Regions from separate parts of the Mus musculus genome. Here all the other regions are linked to region 1. Evidence: chromatin contacts called from public Hi-C and promoter capture Hi-C data. All regions are on one chromosome and are shown on one strand. Each heading gives the region's core, a stretch centred on a gene start, on an enhancer-like site or on the middle of the called end of the contact. The rest is flanking DNA. Distances are from core to core; before and after follow the strand shown.

What was found. Promoter capture Hi-C pulls out the DNA fragments that hold promoters and counts their contacts. Hi-C and Micro-C count contacts between places; a contact is called where the count stands out from the background.
Region 2: a promoter capture Hi-C map of pre-B cells shows a contact between it and region 1. The contact joins the promoter of Lrrk1 here to the promoter of Tarsl2 in region 1. A contact is called at or near these places in 4 of 39 promoter capture datasets (the C10 cell line, the HPC-7 cell line, liver and 1 more), 1 of 484 Hi-C or Micro-C datasets (B cells) and 1 of 9 other capture datasets (liver).
Region 3: a Hi-C map of cortical neurons shows a contact between it and region 1, with 2.5 times the contacts expected there. The contact joins the enhancer-like site here to the promoter of Tarsl2 in region 1. A contact is called at or near these places in 2 of 39 promoter capture datasets (hippocampal neurons and stem cell-derived epiblast-like cells) and 1 of 484 Hi-C or Micro-C datasets (cortical neurons).
Region 4: a promoter capture Hi-C map of embryonic stem cells shows a contact between it and region 1, with 4 times the contacts expected there. The contact joins the enhancer-like site here to the promoter of Tarsl2 in region 1. A contact is called at or near these places in 7 of 39 promoter capture datasets (the 3T3-L1 cell line, cranial neural crest, embryonic stem cells and 3 more), 2 of 484 Hi-C or Micro-C datasets (cerebral cortex and myocytes) and 2 of 115 datasets of contacts at active chromatin or transcription factors (astrocytes and embryonic stem cells).

Annotation. Positions count from the first base shown.
Region 1 is chr7:65,643,321-65,646,702 of GRCm38.p6, forward strand. Tarsl2 (threonyl-tRNA synthetase-like 2) reads left to right here and starts at 1,578. Exons shown (of 19, transcript NM_172310.2): 1 at 1,578-1,894; 2 at 2,933-3,001. The coding sequence starts at 1,625.
Region 2 is chr7:66,387,027-66,390,647 of GRCm38.p6, forward strand. Lrrk1 (leucine-rich repeat kinase 1) reads right to left here and starts at 1,315. Exons shown (of 34, transcript NM_146191.3): 1 at 1,194-1,315.
Region 3 is chr7:64,750,128-64,753,557 of GRCm38.p6, forward strand. Apba2 (amyloid beta (A4) precursor protein-binding, family A, member 2) reads left to right here. Exons shown (of 15, transcript NM_001291166.1): 14 at 1-116; 15 at 2,944-3,430. The coding sequence ends at 3,015. Among named protein-coding and RNA genes, the nearest start is that of Nsmce3, 120 kb to the right of the region's middle. Within about 2 kb of position 1,599, at least 30 of the 459 cell types and tissues checked have an H3K27ac peak or open chromatin away from gene starts, as enhancers often do. A contact at or near this core is called in cortical neurons and hippocampal neurons, where this site is marked.
Region 4 is chr7:64,838,553-64,841,720 of GRCm38.p6, forward strand. The region is part of intron 3 of Fam189a1 (family with sequence similarity 189, member A1); the gene reads right to left. Among named protein-coding and RNA genes, the nearest start is that of Nsmce3, 33 kb to the right of the region's middle. Within about 2 kb of position 1,894, at least 123 of the 459 cell types and tissues checked have an H3K27ac peak or open chromatin away from gene starts, as enhancers often do. A contact at or near this core is called in astrocytes, cerebral cortex, embryonic stem cells and 2 more, where this site is marked.

The DNA of each region.
Region 1 (3,382 bases), core at 328-2,827:
TGCTCACATTACCCAGACTCCATTTCTCAGAGTAATTTCTCACCCTTGAACTATCCCACCCCAAGATAAACCCTATTTTGGAACTCTTATTGCCTCCATTACCTAGATTACATCATGAGACATGTTTGACTAAATGCTACCCTCTGTGCCTTAGTTTCTGCATTATACATGGGTATAATGGTATCATCTCTTTTAATGAAGATTTAAGAAGTGACTATTTCCAAATCGCTTCGTTCATGTCTTGGCACATTCTAGGAACTTAAGAACAGTAAAAGCCAACTTTTGTTCTTGCCACAGGAAGCTTCTTGCTCATGGTTATAAGAGAAACAAAGTCATGTGTGAACTTATTACTGGAGTCTTTAGAGTCAAAGCCTGGCTTCTGGAAGTTTCAACGACATAAGCTCAGCTAACCCTCTGAAACATGCCAATTAAAATGACAGTTAACAATAAAAAGCAGAGAAAGGAGATTTATTCATTGTGGTTACAGTGGGAAGATGAACAGCTACAGGGGTTCAGCCACCTACCCCAAGCCCGTCATTGGGGTGCTAATATGAGGTTTAAGTTTAAGTAGAGGCCAGTGGTGGAGGTGTGGCTCCATCATCGGCTTAGTTCCAGTCTGTCCAGCAATTCCTAGGGCAACTCCTCCCCCAGGGGGCAGCAGGGCTTCAGCCCTTTCCTGCTCCAGGATGAGAGCTTAATTCTTTGCGGACCACTGTTTCCAAAGTCCGATAGCACAAATGTTTCTACTTAAAATAATCTTAAGACAGTTATAAACAGCATTTGCTCTAGACTCAAATAGTGAACAATGTTGTGCTGGCCAGGCTGAAGTTTTTGTAGTGCTCTTCTGTGTGTCCTTGCCAAGTGCCACTGTATTTGCACAGCCTTGGCATGAAGGTCTATTTTCAATGGCCGCTTTTCAGAACCTGTTTGCACAGTGTGGTGACTGCAAGAATTTAAGAGGGGAATGAAAGAAATCCATCAGGCTTTGCTAACGGTTTGGACAATCTGGTCAAGAGACGCACCTCCTCTGGGCTTCAATATCTCAAACTCCAGTTTCATTAGACTGAACACACTTCCAGTAGCACCTGGACATGCCTCCAAACGCTAAAGATGCCCATCCGGTGGTCCCACTCCTGCTGCCTAGGTCCAGAGCGTAGTTCTCAATCCTGCAGTGCACCCAACATTGGCCGTGTTCCTGCCCGTGCTCCCTGCCACACTCCCCTGCCCATTTTCCTTGTTTTATGAAGCATTGCTCAGCCGTCTCATCTTCCCCAGCGATGATGCCGCGCTGTCTCATCGCTTCTCCTCTGAAATGATGCCTACCCTTGCCCCTCCCATCACTCCTGCCCCGCCCTTCATTATCCTATAGCCCGCCCCTCTTCTTTGCCCATCGCCTGGCCTCTGCACAGTTGCCCCGATATGGCCCCGCCTCTTGCCCGTGCATCGCTCCGCCCCATGCAGGGATACCCAGCTCCAGCCCCGCCCCTCTTCCTCCATCGCCCCGCCCCATATAGTGATGCACCCCCACTTCACCCCGCCTCCCGAAGTCCTTCAGCTCCGCCCCGCCCCGTCTCCTTGTCACTCTGGCTGGGCTGGCGGGCTCAGGTGGCACAGGGAAGCTACCATGGCGGCCCAGGCCCTGGCGGCTCAGGCGGTGGCCTCGCGCCTGCAGCGGCAGGAGGAGGACATCCGCTGGCTGTGCGCGGAGGTGCAGCGCCTGAGGGACGAGCAGCTGCGCGGGCCCGAGCGGGGCCAAGCCGAGGGCCCGCGCCTGACACGCGAGGTGGCACAGCTCCAGGCGGAGAACCGCGACCTGCACCAGCGCCTGTGTGGCCTGCGGCTGCGCCTGGCGGAGCAGCGCCGCACCGAGGCCGGGCGAGCGGCGGCGCACGAGGTAACCGGCGGCCCAGGAGTACGCACTCAGCGGGTTCCAATTCTGCACCCGGGTGCGGACAGGGCTGCAGGGTGTGTCCCCGCCCGCGCCCTGCCCACTGCCCACGGCCTGGGGAACCGCTAGGTTTCCACCAACCTCCTAACTGACCAGCTGGTATAATTTCTCAGCTCTTCATTGGACAGACTGCAAACAACATTTTTTCCCTCCAGTAGCAGATCAAACTGAGGTGCATGCCTCTAATCCAGAACTCTGGAGGCTGAGGCAGGAGGATGGCTGAGAATTTAAGGCCCGCCTGGAGTAAATATTGAGAATCAGGTCGGCCAGGGCAATATGAGAAGACGCTGTCTCAAATAAAAACTTTTTAAAAGGCCGCTTCAGTGTTTAAGAGTCACAGTATCCTTGGAGAAGAGGACCTAACAGTTTCTATTCTCTCTGCTGGCTGGTTCTGTGCTATCTGAAGACAGGTTATTTTTACTGTCTTATTTTGGTGGTTTGCTTTGAGGCCTATATGTGATCTGTATATTTAACAGAAGTATTTGATTACAGTATTTTCATGTTTTAGAAGATTATTAAGTAACAAATTAGAAGAATTTTTTTTCTAAGTTCTAAAGGCTTTCTAAAACTGAGGGGTTTTTGGTTTTTGTTTTGTTTGTTTGTTTTGTTTTTGCTCTGGCAACATCTAATGAAATAGTGCAATGAATAAGAGTCTGGTGGCAGCCACAATTTCCAGTGACATTATTTGTTTAAAGTTTAGGGAAGAGTGACAGAGAGACACAGAGACTGTGTGTGTTGCAGGCTATGGGACCCATGGCCTTGTGAATACTGGGCAGTGCTCTATTACTGAGCTACACCCCCAGTTTTAATGTGCTCGGACAGATAGGGCTGAACTCTGAAACCAGATCCCTGAGGGTTATAAGTAGATCCTGGTTCCCACAGCCCAGCCGGGACTCTCCAACCATGGGCCCTGCCGTGAGCTCTCTGGGTTTCCTCCTTCCCCGGGTTTCTCATGTACTGCTCTTGCCTCCCATTATCTTTCAGCCTCCTACCCAAAACCAAGAGAAGGACACAAAGAAGAAGAGGCTGAAGCAGAGTGAGCCTGGCCGGGAGGTAAGTCGCTGCTGTAGAAATGGAATGTTCACTAGTAATCCTGGGTCTGCGGGACGTAGGGTAAGGACATAGTTACTGGTGAAATTGTCTGGACCACACCAGTAACCTCTTAGAGTCAAGTTAGCCACTGGCTCAAGGGCTCTCTACTCTTTTCCTTCTTTCTTTTCTCTTTCTTTTGTTTTAGTTTTTTCTTTTTTTGTTTGTTTGTTTTTTGTTTTTTCTTGAAACAGGCCTTCTCTGTCCCTCTTACCTAAGGTCTTTGAATACTATACCCATGGACATTTCTCTCTCCCACTATTTACAGTGTATCTATGCAATGTTACATGGTGTAGCAAGGCTTTGGCTGTCCTGACACTCTCTCTGTCAACCAGGATGGCCTCA
Region 2 (3,621 bases), core at 65-2,564, 740 kb after region 1:
TAGCTGGTTTATTTAGTTAGTTATAATAATTATATCCAAACTATTAAGGAGACTGTTGTAGGTGTGGGGGAAGGAAACGTTTGGCTGACTAGAAAAGCCCCTCTAAGGACAAATTAGGTGTTGGTATGCTATATTCTTCTGGAACATGAGCAAGGACAATGAAAACCAAATCACAGAAAGAATTCAATGCTAAAGTTTTTCAAAGTGTACAAATCGTAGGTCCTTTGATGCTGCTATGTGAGTGTGAGTGACCAACTCATCAAAAATAGGTTATTTGGTGAGAATTTGCTAAGAGAATTTGCCTTTAAGACCCTATCTATCCTGCTCCGGTTTTTGCAGGGATGAGCATCATGTAAGAGAAAAACGTAATGGCCTCAAACTATTAAAAGCCAGACTGAACTGGCTGTCAGCATCCCTAGAGTCTCTCCATTGCTGTCTTTCTTACTGCCCCTCCAGGAATTCTTGTTCTCATCCATTAAGGACTGCCACTGGCTCCAAGCAACAGAGCCCATAGGCAAAGTGATGGGACCACAGGGTGAGAAACATGCCCCACGCGTGGAGCAGGGGAAGACCTCCAGACCATCCAGCACCACCCGGCTGTCCCGCACGCGCGGGAAGAGCCTCGCTGGGCCTTTGCCTCCAGCCACTCGCGCCCACGAACTCCCACGCTTAGACCCCACCCCCACTCCCAAGTTAAAAGTCAGGCTTTTTTTTTTTTTTTTTTTTTTCCAAACGCAAAAGAACTTTGTAGTCTCCCTAGTGTTTCCTACTTTTGTTTCTGAACTCGGCTCCCCGCCCCCGCCCCGCTCCGATCCCAGGCTGGTTTTCGGCTGCCCCAGCTCCCGGGTTCTAGCTCTGCACTCGCTTTAACCCTTCAAGGGGCGAGGGTCGCTGCGCAGCCCAGAGAGGCAGCGAAGAGACCCCGGGCAGCCCGAGTTCCAGACGCCCACCGGAGCTGTGACCTGCGGGTCCCGGACACAGGCCGGGGTCCGGAGCACGCGGTCGCCCGGGGTACGGGGTGCTGAGCTGGGGAGAGGAGCTGTGGGGCGAGGCGAGACGCAGGGCACAAGCAGGCGACGGCGGCTGCACGCGGGGACCCGGGCGCGGGACGGGGTGGTGCGGGCAAAGCTTGGATCTAAGGTGCGGGCTTCGCTCGGGTCCTCGGACAGGGCGCGGGTCGGAGCAGCACTTACCTGCGGCGGCAGGGTCTGGAAGCCGCGGATCGGCGACATCAGAGGGCCGGGGCCTGCCGGTCCTACCGTACTCTGCCCTGCAATGCTCTGGCCGCCGGGGGCCAGACGCACTTCCTCAATCCTGCGGCCGCCTGGCGGGCGGAGAGGGCGGGTGGCGCGGAAGCAGGGCTGTGCCAGAGGGTCGGCCGCCCCGACCTCCCCTGGATGGCCTGCCTCGGTTTCCCTAGCTGCAAGATGTCGGTGACCAAGCTCACTGCTCTTGTGCCTCGGTAGACGCTTGGGTCTTGAAACTTTGTGGACTCCTCTCCAAATTTGAATGCTTTGCTGCCTTCCCTGCGGACAGGCACAGTGACAAGGTTGTGCCTTTCCTACCCTGCTCGAGTAACAGATTAATTTTTATCCTGTTTGCTGGCCATATACTGTGACTGTAAATATTAAGAGAGCGAGAATATTAATGTGTGTGCAGGTCTTTATGGAGCGGTGCAGAAACTACATTTTAAAAGTTGATGTTTTGTAAACTGCGCTTTTTCACCACACGAGTTCGCTAACTTAAATTATGGACGTTTGCAAAGATATTACTAGCTGATGAATATTTTTCGATTTTCGAACTCCGGAGTAGCTGGGATTACAGGAGCATGCCACCCTGACTGGCTGCTTGTGGCGATGAGGTGGAATGTTGTCAGTTGATTCCACTGAAGTTAATAACCAAACGCGGCTATACACTCAGCAGGCAAGCTTCGGATTCCGCTCGTTTTCCCCGAGAAAAGATAATCCTTGGTAGAAAATCAGTACTGGACCGAAGTGCTTCTTACTGGTAAGAATGAATATTCCTGAGACCAAGTGCAAAGAACATTGACAGACCGCCTCACTGGCAGCTCACAGAATTTGAGAAGCCGTGGGCCGCCTGAGATATTTTGGGAACACCTCAAGTGTTTGTTTAGAGTTGGAGTTTGTATCCCTAGTTGGCAAGGCCACAACCTCGCAGCTCTTCTACGTTCGCTCTTCTTTTCCTCCATCGAACACTGTTACAAAAATGTAGGTGGGGTTCTGCAATCCTGTCCTCACCACCGAGGTCCTCAGACCAATTAGCAAGGCCAGCAACATGACTGCTATGGAAAAGTCCCTAATAATTTGCAAGGCATGGCGTCAGCAGTTTGAATGAGCCTGGCTTGGTGGCGCCTTCAGGGCATACATACATCACTGCCACCTAGCGTTACTAAAAGGAAGTCCATGTCTAGAGCCAGGACCAACACACACTAAGAGGACTTGTGTTGCCTATGCTTAAGTGGCAAGAAATTTTCCACTTTAAACAATCTTAGAAATAGGTTAAGAAAAGTGCCCAATTTAAAACAAACAAACGAGCAAACAAAGGTCTGGAATATTCGACACATATATGAGCTTTTTTTGAGATGGCCATATCACAGTATTCAACTGTACCCAGTAGGTGTGTTTTAATCACAAGTTTGCAAAGGAGACAATTACAGAATAGCTAAAATTCCTTCTCACTTCTTTTTCATTCCTGCAGACCCATGTTTTTCTTGGGTTTGCTCACATCCCACCCTGACTTTCAGTCTGAGGTTGGAATTACCCTGTCTACAAAGGGGTCCTCTGATAGACAGTGGTCAGAGGTAGATCAGCCACCCACCTCCCTGAATGAGCATGACACTGCGGAGGCTAACTGTTCCTTTTGTCTTCTGACACTCGATTTTATTCAGCCAAATGCTCACTTTTGTTTGATGTCTCCCCCCCCCACACACACACACAATAATTTAAAGACCCTCTTCCGGTCTCCACCTACAATCACAGTTGGCTACAAGGATTCTAGTAGGCATTAGAAAGTAGGCACCCACCAAGAGCTGAAACTAGAACATCCCATAATGTCTTCTTTGAGAGAATGTGTCCAAGTGCATGCATATAATTGCACCTGCACACACTTATACACACATACTCACACATGTCTCTAGAGTGGTTCTGTTCAGGCAGGCGTGCTCTAATTAATCAGACAATAGGAGGTGTCATTTTAATATCATCCTATGCTCACATTTGGATCAGATATGAAGTGCTCATAAATATAGCAACACAAGCAGAGGGGCTTACTGAGAAAGCTCTGGTGCAACCTCCAGCACCATATTTTAAGGGGGTGATGTTTTCACATGTGTCAGAGGCCTGGTCTTGCAATGCTGAGTTCACAGTTTGATCGTTCCAGGCCTACACAAGGTTTCTGCTGCAACATCAATGTCAGGTCATAACCGGGTAACTGATGTCTCTTGGCAATTAGAAGCCTTAAGAACTTCAGCTAAGTCAAGTCTAGACCCTTAGATCATCATAGACAAAGTCACAAAAGTAGACACATGGCCACTATTTGGGGACAGGATTTTTTTCCCCAAATCCTCATTTTCTGCACTTGCCATTGTTGCCTTGTGATTAA
Region 3 (3,430 bases), core at 349-2,848, 890 kb before region 1:
TTGCAGAGCGAGGTGGTGTCCGAGTCGGCCACCGTATCATCGAGATCAACGGACAGAGTGTGGTAGCCACAGCCCATGAGAAGATAGTCCAGGCTCTGTCTAACTCGGTGGGAGAGGTAAGACTGCTGGTCTGCCCCTCAAGTCCAGGGGTGTTTGAGCTCCTGTTTTCTCTGCCTAGCTAACCCTGGAAGCCATTTGATGTGTTTTGAAAAGCCACTGGTCCTTCCAACAGAAAGCAGCCCTGTTTAGAACAGAGTGGGCATGTGGGACCTTGGGCTTACCTCCACCTCCTGTTTCATGGGTGTGCCCCACTTTGACCTGTGAGCCAGTTACCATCCACTGGATGTCAGCTGAGGAGCAGACTGTGCCCCCACCTCACAGTGGGAGCAGAGTGGGGGGGTTCTCTTAGACTCTCTGGTATCTCAGGACAGAGGCTCCCAGGCACAGCCCCTAACCCCATTTCTGAACAGAATCCCGTACATCCAGCTCCCTACACCAGGAGGCCTGGTTAGCTCATAGCTGCTGTGTCATGGGTGTTGCTCTGTGCCCAGGGTCAAACTGCTTTTTCTTTTCATAGTTCGCTAGCTTGCAACCATCCCCTAGTTTGGCCCTTCTTTGGTCATTTGCATTCTAGCAAGACCCTTTGGTCCCCGAGGAGGGGTATAGCTGTCCTCAAGGATCACACAGGTGAGCATCATAGTGCAAGGTGTGGATGATGCTGCAGTGCACAGAGAGGAAACTTACGCAGTATGGGTGAGGTTTGTAGTATGAAGGTGTGTGTGTGTGTGTGTGTGTGTGTGTGTGTGTGTGTGTGTGTGCTCTCGCATATGCAGCTGGTGGAGAAGAGGTTATGAGTGTCCGGATGTTAGTGTGTCTATAGTTATGGGTAAGAGTGTATTGTGTAGGTGTGTATGATTGTGTCTGTGAGGGTGTGGGTGCTAGTCAGTATAGGTGTGTGGGTAAGAATGCGTGTGAGTTTGTGAAGAAAAAGTGTGTTTTGGTGTATTTGTGGCTATGTATGAGAATAGGTAGGCTAAGAGTGAGGTATTTGTGTTAGTGTTTATGTAGATGAGTGACTGAATCTGTGATATTGTGGGTTAAGTGTGTGCTTGTGACCTGTGCCTGTAGTTGTGTATAAGAGATGGAGTATGCTTGCCGGTTTGTATGAGTGGGGGTGTTAGTGTATGGATGCATGTGAATTTGTGGAGGAGGCTGTGTTTGTGATGTGTGCATAAATGTGTTAGAGTGGGCGTAAATGAGTGTAGGTGTGTGTGTGTGTGTGTGTGTGTGTGTGTGTGTGTGTGTGTGTGTGTGTGTGTGAATGCAATTAGAAACTTACAGGGGACGTGTATGGTCATGATGTATACATCTGAGTATGAGAGTATGCGTGTGCACATGGCAGTCCAAATTCCCATGAATATGGGGGTGTGAGTGTGGGAGTGGGAACTGTGGCGGGGTGGTCTCTGGGAAACTGTGAGTGCTGGCACAGAGTGGGAGGCTGGCGCTGAGCTGGAGAGGCTCTGGCTAGGGGAGTTGCCTGCCCGCTGATCTTTTCCTGGAATTCTGCTGTGGTCCCTGCAGGGCTGCCAGACTCCCTCTAGTGGCCACTGGGTGCTCATGCAGGGCAGATGGTCCAGACTCCCATTTCCTTTGGGCATGGAAGGATGGGAGTTGTTATTTCCTCAGGGGATCCTGGTTTATGTCCCTTAAATCACCTCTCTTGGGGCCACAATGACCAAGTCAGCATCTTTTGACATACCTAAAGGGGCTTGGGGGAAGAGGTACATTCTTTGGACTGGCTGCAAGTGATGGCTAACTCTCAAGGAGGGGACAGGAGGGGGCCATTGGCTGCTTCTAACTAATGGCTTCCAAGAAAGGACAATCCAATTTTCCTAAGTAGACATTCAGAAATGACTGCCCTCATGGGAGTAACCAGTCTCACACCTAAAGAAATCAATCCTGGCCGGGGGAGGGTGGGGGTGGGCCGGGGACCCCAAGAAATGACTCCACCACCTCAGGCCTGAGATTAATTGATAACTAAGGAAACAGCAGAGAGAGGGAGTGTGGCAACTCCCTTCAGCCTGTGGGCTGAGCAAGGCTTCACCCACCCAGCTGGTGACAGAAATGTCTGCCTGCATTTCCCACCAACCCCCAAGCACATTTGGAGAATGAGTCACCCCATTTTGAGACGCCCTCACAGGTTGTGGGTGGGGTAGGTTTTAATTGAAGAATTACGGCGAATGATGCTCCTGAGGGAAAGGCTGTCCTGTGGACTTGTGGAGGAGCTAAAGTATGAACGAAGCAAACATCTGCACGTTTCACCTGTATGAGCTCCGTCCGCAGAGTACAGTCTGGGCCAGAACAGACCTGGAGGCAGCTGAGACCCTGGCAGCTTCTTCCAGAGCACAGCACGGCCCAAGTCCAGGAGCACAACCCCAGTATGGGGAGTGGAAAAGGGGAATCAGAGCTCCCTGCTGTTTGTCTCTCGGGACTCAGAGTCATCCCACCACCCAGGAAGTCATCCCATGGTCTACCCAGCCCAAGTAGAGCCCAAGGGCAACTGGGTTGTTGAGAGTCATTTGTTAATTGAGGGACTCCTTGTCTCTTCAGCTCTTCCCTCGCCCCACATCCTCTTGCCTCATCCAGAGTCTGTGCATCCCCTTCTCAGAAGCACAGCACACTTCTTGCAGCTCGGGGGGGGGGGGGGGGAGGCGGGGGGGGGAGGACCTGTGCCCAGTCACCATCAGAAGTCTACTGTCCCATTCTTTTGGTGTCAGCTCCAGATGAGAGAGAGACAGAGTGTATCAGAAGCCCCGTATCGGAGGGGCACCCACCCTTCTATCCCAGCCTGCTCACTGAGAGCCTCTCGGAGACTGGCACCTGATGCATTCATTTCACTAAGGAGAAGCGGCAGCTGGCTCAGCCTTTCCTCTCTGTTTCCAGATTCACATGAAGACCATGCCTGCAGCCATGTTTAGGCTCCTCACGGGCCAGGAGACCCCGCTGTACATCTAGGTACACCCAACCTCACCGTGGAGCCGGGATACCAGGCAGACCCACCTGGGTCCGGACGAGCCAGAAGCCAGGACAAAGCCCTGACCCCCTGACCCCCTTGCAGCCACCCCAACCAGGACCTCTGGCTCCCTCAAAGGAAGGGTGTGTCCTTGTCACCTAGTTTTTTTGTTTGGTTGTTTTTGTTTTGTTTTGTTTTGTTTTAGTTTTGTTTTCAGTTTTGCTACAACAAAAAAAAGAAAGAAAGAAAGAAAGAAAGAAAGAAAGAAAGAAAGAAAGAAAGAAAGAAAGAAAGAAAGAAAAGGGGGAAAAATAGGTATGTCCTTACTGAAGGAGAGTTGCAGGGCAATCCTTTGTGAAACTTACCAGTCTTCTGCCACATTCTCATCACGGCTGATGAAGGGTGCTCACAGGTAGT
Region 4 (3,168 bases), core at 644-3,143, 800 kb before region 1:
CACACTTCACTTACATGGATTCTGTAAAGTACTCAGTCTAAAGCACATTTGAATTTCATCTTTTTCTGGAATTTTCTGGATTTTTTTTCTTTCTTTTTTGCTTTTGAGTCAGGATTTCGTATAGCTAGCTCATTTTGGCCTTGACTTGAAAATCCCCTTGTCTCAGCCTCCTAAGTGCTGTGTGTTGTTGGGGTGTTCATGAACTGGGGGTGTTTAGATCTGAAGATGCAGAACCAGTGGCATTAGGTTCTGTGTCATAGATCAAAGTTAATGGTGCATACACATTAAATAAAAAAGTTGGGCAGAGTGCCAACTGGTTGCCCTTGGGCTAGGGGGGCAGTTATTCAAACTTAAGGTTTCTTTCACTCCTCAGAGCTGGGAAGGCCACACTGTGCTCGAGGTAAAATATGGGAACGCCACATAATTTTCTATTTCGAGTTTCTTTTGTAAAAATGCTGAGTTCCAGGCCTGTAGGCCTTTGTGGGAGCGCTAGTCCATCAAGATGAGGCCTCCAGATGTCACGAGTCTGTGTCTAGCCTGGTTCGAAGAGACTGTGAGTTTCACTCTACTCTTGACAAGTCAAGTCCACTCTCCAAGCACATTGCCCTGGCAGTAGACACCTCTCCTTCCCTGACACACTGAGGGACCCAGGGAGACAGACGCAATATAGGGCTGTGTCAGTTATAGAGCCTGGATGTCAGTTTCATGCGGTCTAAAAATGAGCCATGACTCCACACAATGAGGGGTCTCCCTCTCCTCCTCCACCTCCACCTCTCTCATAAACATTCCAACAAGCATTAAAGCCTCGTTCAAGGGAGTAGAGAGACAGTTCTACTGTCTTGATGCTCTTCCTGGGTCCTTGGTCCGTTTCCCAGCCCCCCACATAGTGACTTACAACCATCAGCAAGCAACTCCAGATCCATGGGAATCTGACACCCTCTTCTGGCCTCCTCCAGCACCAAGCAGGCATGTGGTGCACAGACATGCATACAAACACAACACCCACACATAAAATAAAATTAGAAAGTAAATTATAAAAGGCCCCTGTTAAACACCCTCCTCTCCAGAAGGCCTGAATACAGCAGTGTCTGGGAGAGGTAGAGAGAAAGGCAACATCACCCTATACCTGCAGCATCTCCCAAAACCCTGAATGGGGAGCTTCTCACCCCACTACATCCCATAGATCCCGACAGGTAGACACTCTCTGGAGAGCACTCAGCTGACAGAGGACGGATGGGGATGAAGTCCCAGCGGGAGTTAAGCAAAGTCCAAAGCCACAGGCAACCAGCCAGAAACTTGGAAGACCAGATAAATCCAGGCTAACAGGTGTGAGCTGGACCACACAGGGTGATGTGGGCTCCCTGGAATGCTAACAGATTTATCCCAGTTCCTGTTGCAAAGCGGAAAGGGAGTTACCCTCTGAGTTCCTCCGTTGTCCTCCCCGGAGCAGCTGTGAGAGGGAGGCTGACAGTCACAGACACGCCTCCTAATTATGCATCTGGTGCTGGCTAGAGACAGAAGGATCTTAGTGTCCCAGCCCTAGAATCACAGAGAAGAAAACCCACCAGAGGGCGGCCTACTGAGCGCGCTGCCCGACAAGCACCGCAAAAGTACAAGGGGACCTAGGACCTGGTGAGGAAGCCAAGACCAGACTCAGCTAGGTCACAGCTGCACACGCCCGGCACCTCAGCTCCAGCGCTTCTTTCCAGCGGTGGCTACAAGGCCTTCCCTTCAATTCCGAGACCACACAAGTTTGCCCCGGGCCTTTCCCAGACACCTGTGGACCCGCGATTCACAGGCCACCTGCTTAGACGCCCCTTATCTACACACATTCTGCTCCCCGCCCCTTCCCCTCCCCCACCACACTTCTCCCCACCTTCTGTCCTTCTCTCCTGGTAGCAATTTGCCTAACACTGCCCCCTGTTGGAACATGAGATTTTTCTGGGGTAGGGGAGTCAGAGCATTGTCTTTGAACCAGGAGCATGCTGGATATGGGGGCCCTCCATGGGTCAGAACGAACCAGTCCAATGAGCAGGAGATAGCCCATCTGGGCAGCATACTGAGAAACACTTACCTGGAACTGTTGCTGGGTTACTGTGTTGTTACTATATTTATTTTGTTAGGGGGTATTTCCTCTGCAAGGAAACTTTTGAGCTTGGAATCAACTTTTGAGTCATCCCTTTTGCCGTGAAATCTATTTGTTCACAACAAGGCAAATTCACTTGATGATAAAGTAAAATAGAATCATATTCTCAGGGGAGAAAACAAAGTAGGTATCATTATAACAAGGTACCAGTGGAAATCAAGCTCTAAATTTCTCATGAGGCCAAAAGAAGCCAAGACTGCTCCTGACCAGTGGTTGGTATACTAAACCATTAAAAAACAACAAAAAGCAAAACCAGAAAAACTTTAGCACTTCTAAAATCCACCATGAAACAAAGGCTAGCAAGACCTCCGGAGCACTGTGCACGTCAGTCAAGCCTCCCTTTACTTTCAGAGCCAGACCTGTCTAACTGCCCCAGCCTGAGGCTGTGTCCTTTTCTAATTTACTATTCAGAGTCATGAAGCTAAATCAGGGTTTCCCTGGTTACTGACAGGCTCTTCTGAAGGATGTGGCTATGTAATTGGTGTTGGCTTGGTTACTGGATGTATTCAGAGCTGAGAGCACTGGTAGTAAATGCTGCTATGAACCTGCAGAAGAAACTAACAGGCTCTGGATAAACTAAGGCAGTCTCAAGATTAAGGTCCTCCTCGAGATGTGCCACTGAGCGCCCCTCCTATGCTCCTGACATCCCCAGCGGCGGTCTATAAAGGAAGTGGATCATGGAAATGGTTAGCTCTGAAAAAAAAACCCACAATCGACCCATGGAACTAATTAGGCAGCTTCAGCCACCTGCTGGACTGTCGCACAGCATTGGCCATGAATATTCTGTCCAGATCACCACTCAGCAAATGTTTCCTGAGCTCTGTCATCACCCCGTGTTGGATACAGACATGAGGAGATTTGGGAGCAGCAGCTTAGAGGACAGGCGAGCAGGCAAGTGAGAATGGTGTAGCCCCAGAGCTGACAATTTTAGAAAGAGAAAGATGGGGGCCTCATGGTTCCTCCAGGCTGAGGAAAGGCAGAGGCTTAGTTGTCTGAGAGATCTGAAGTCTGGGGTTGTTGAC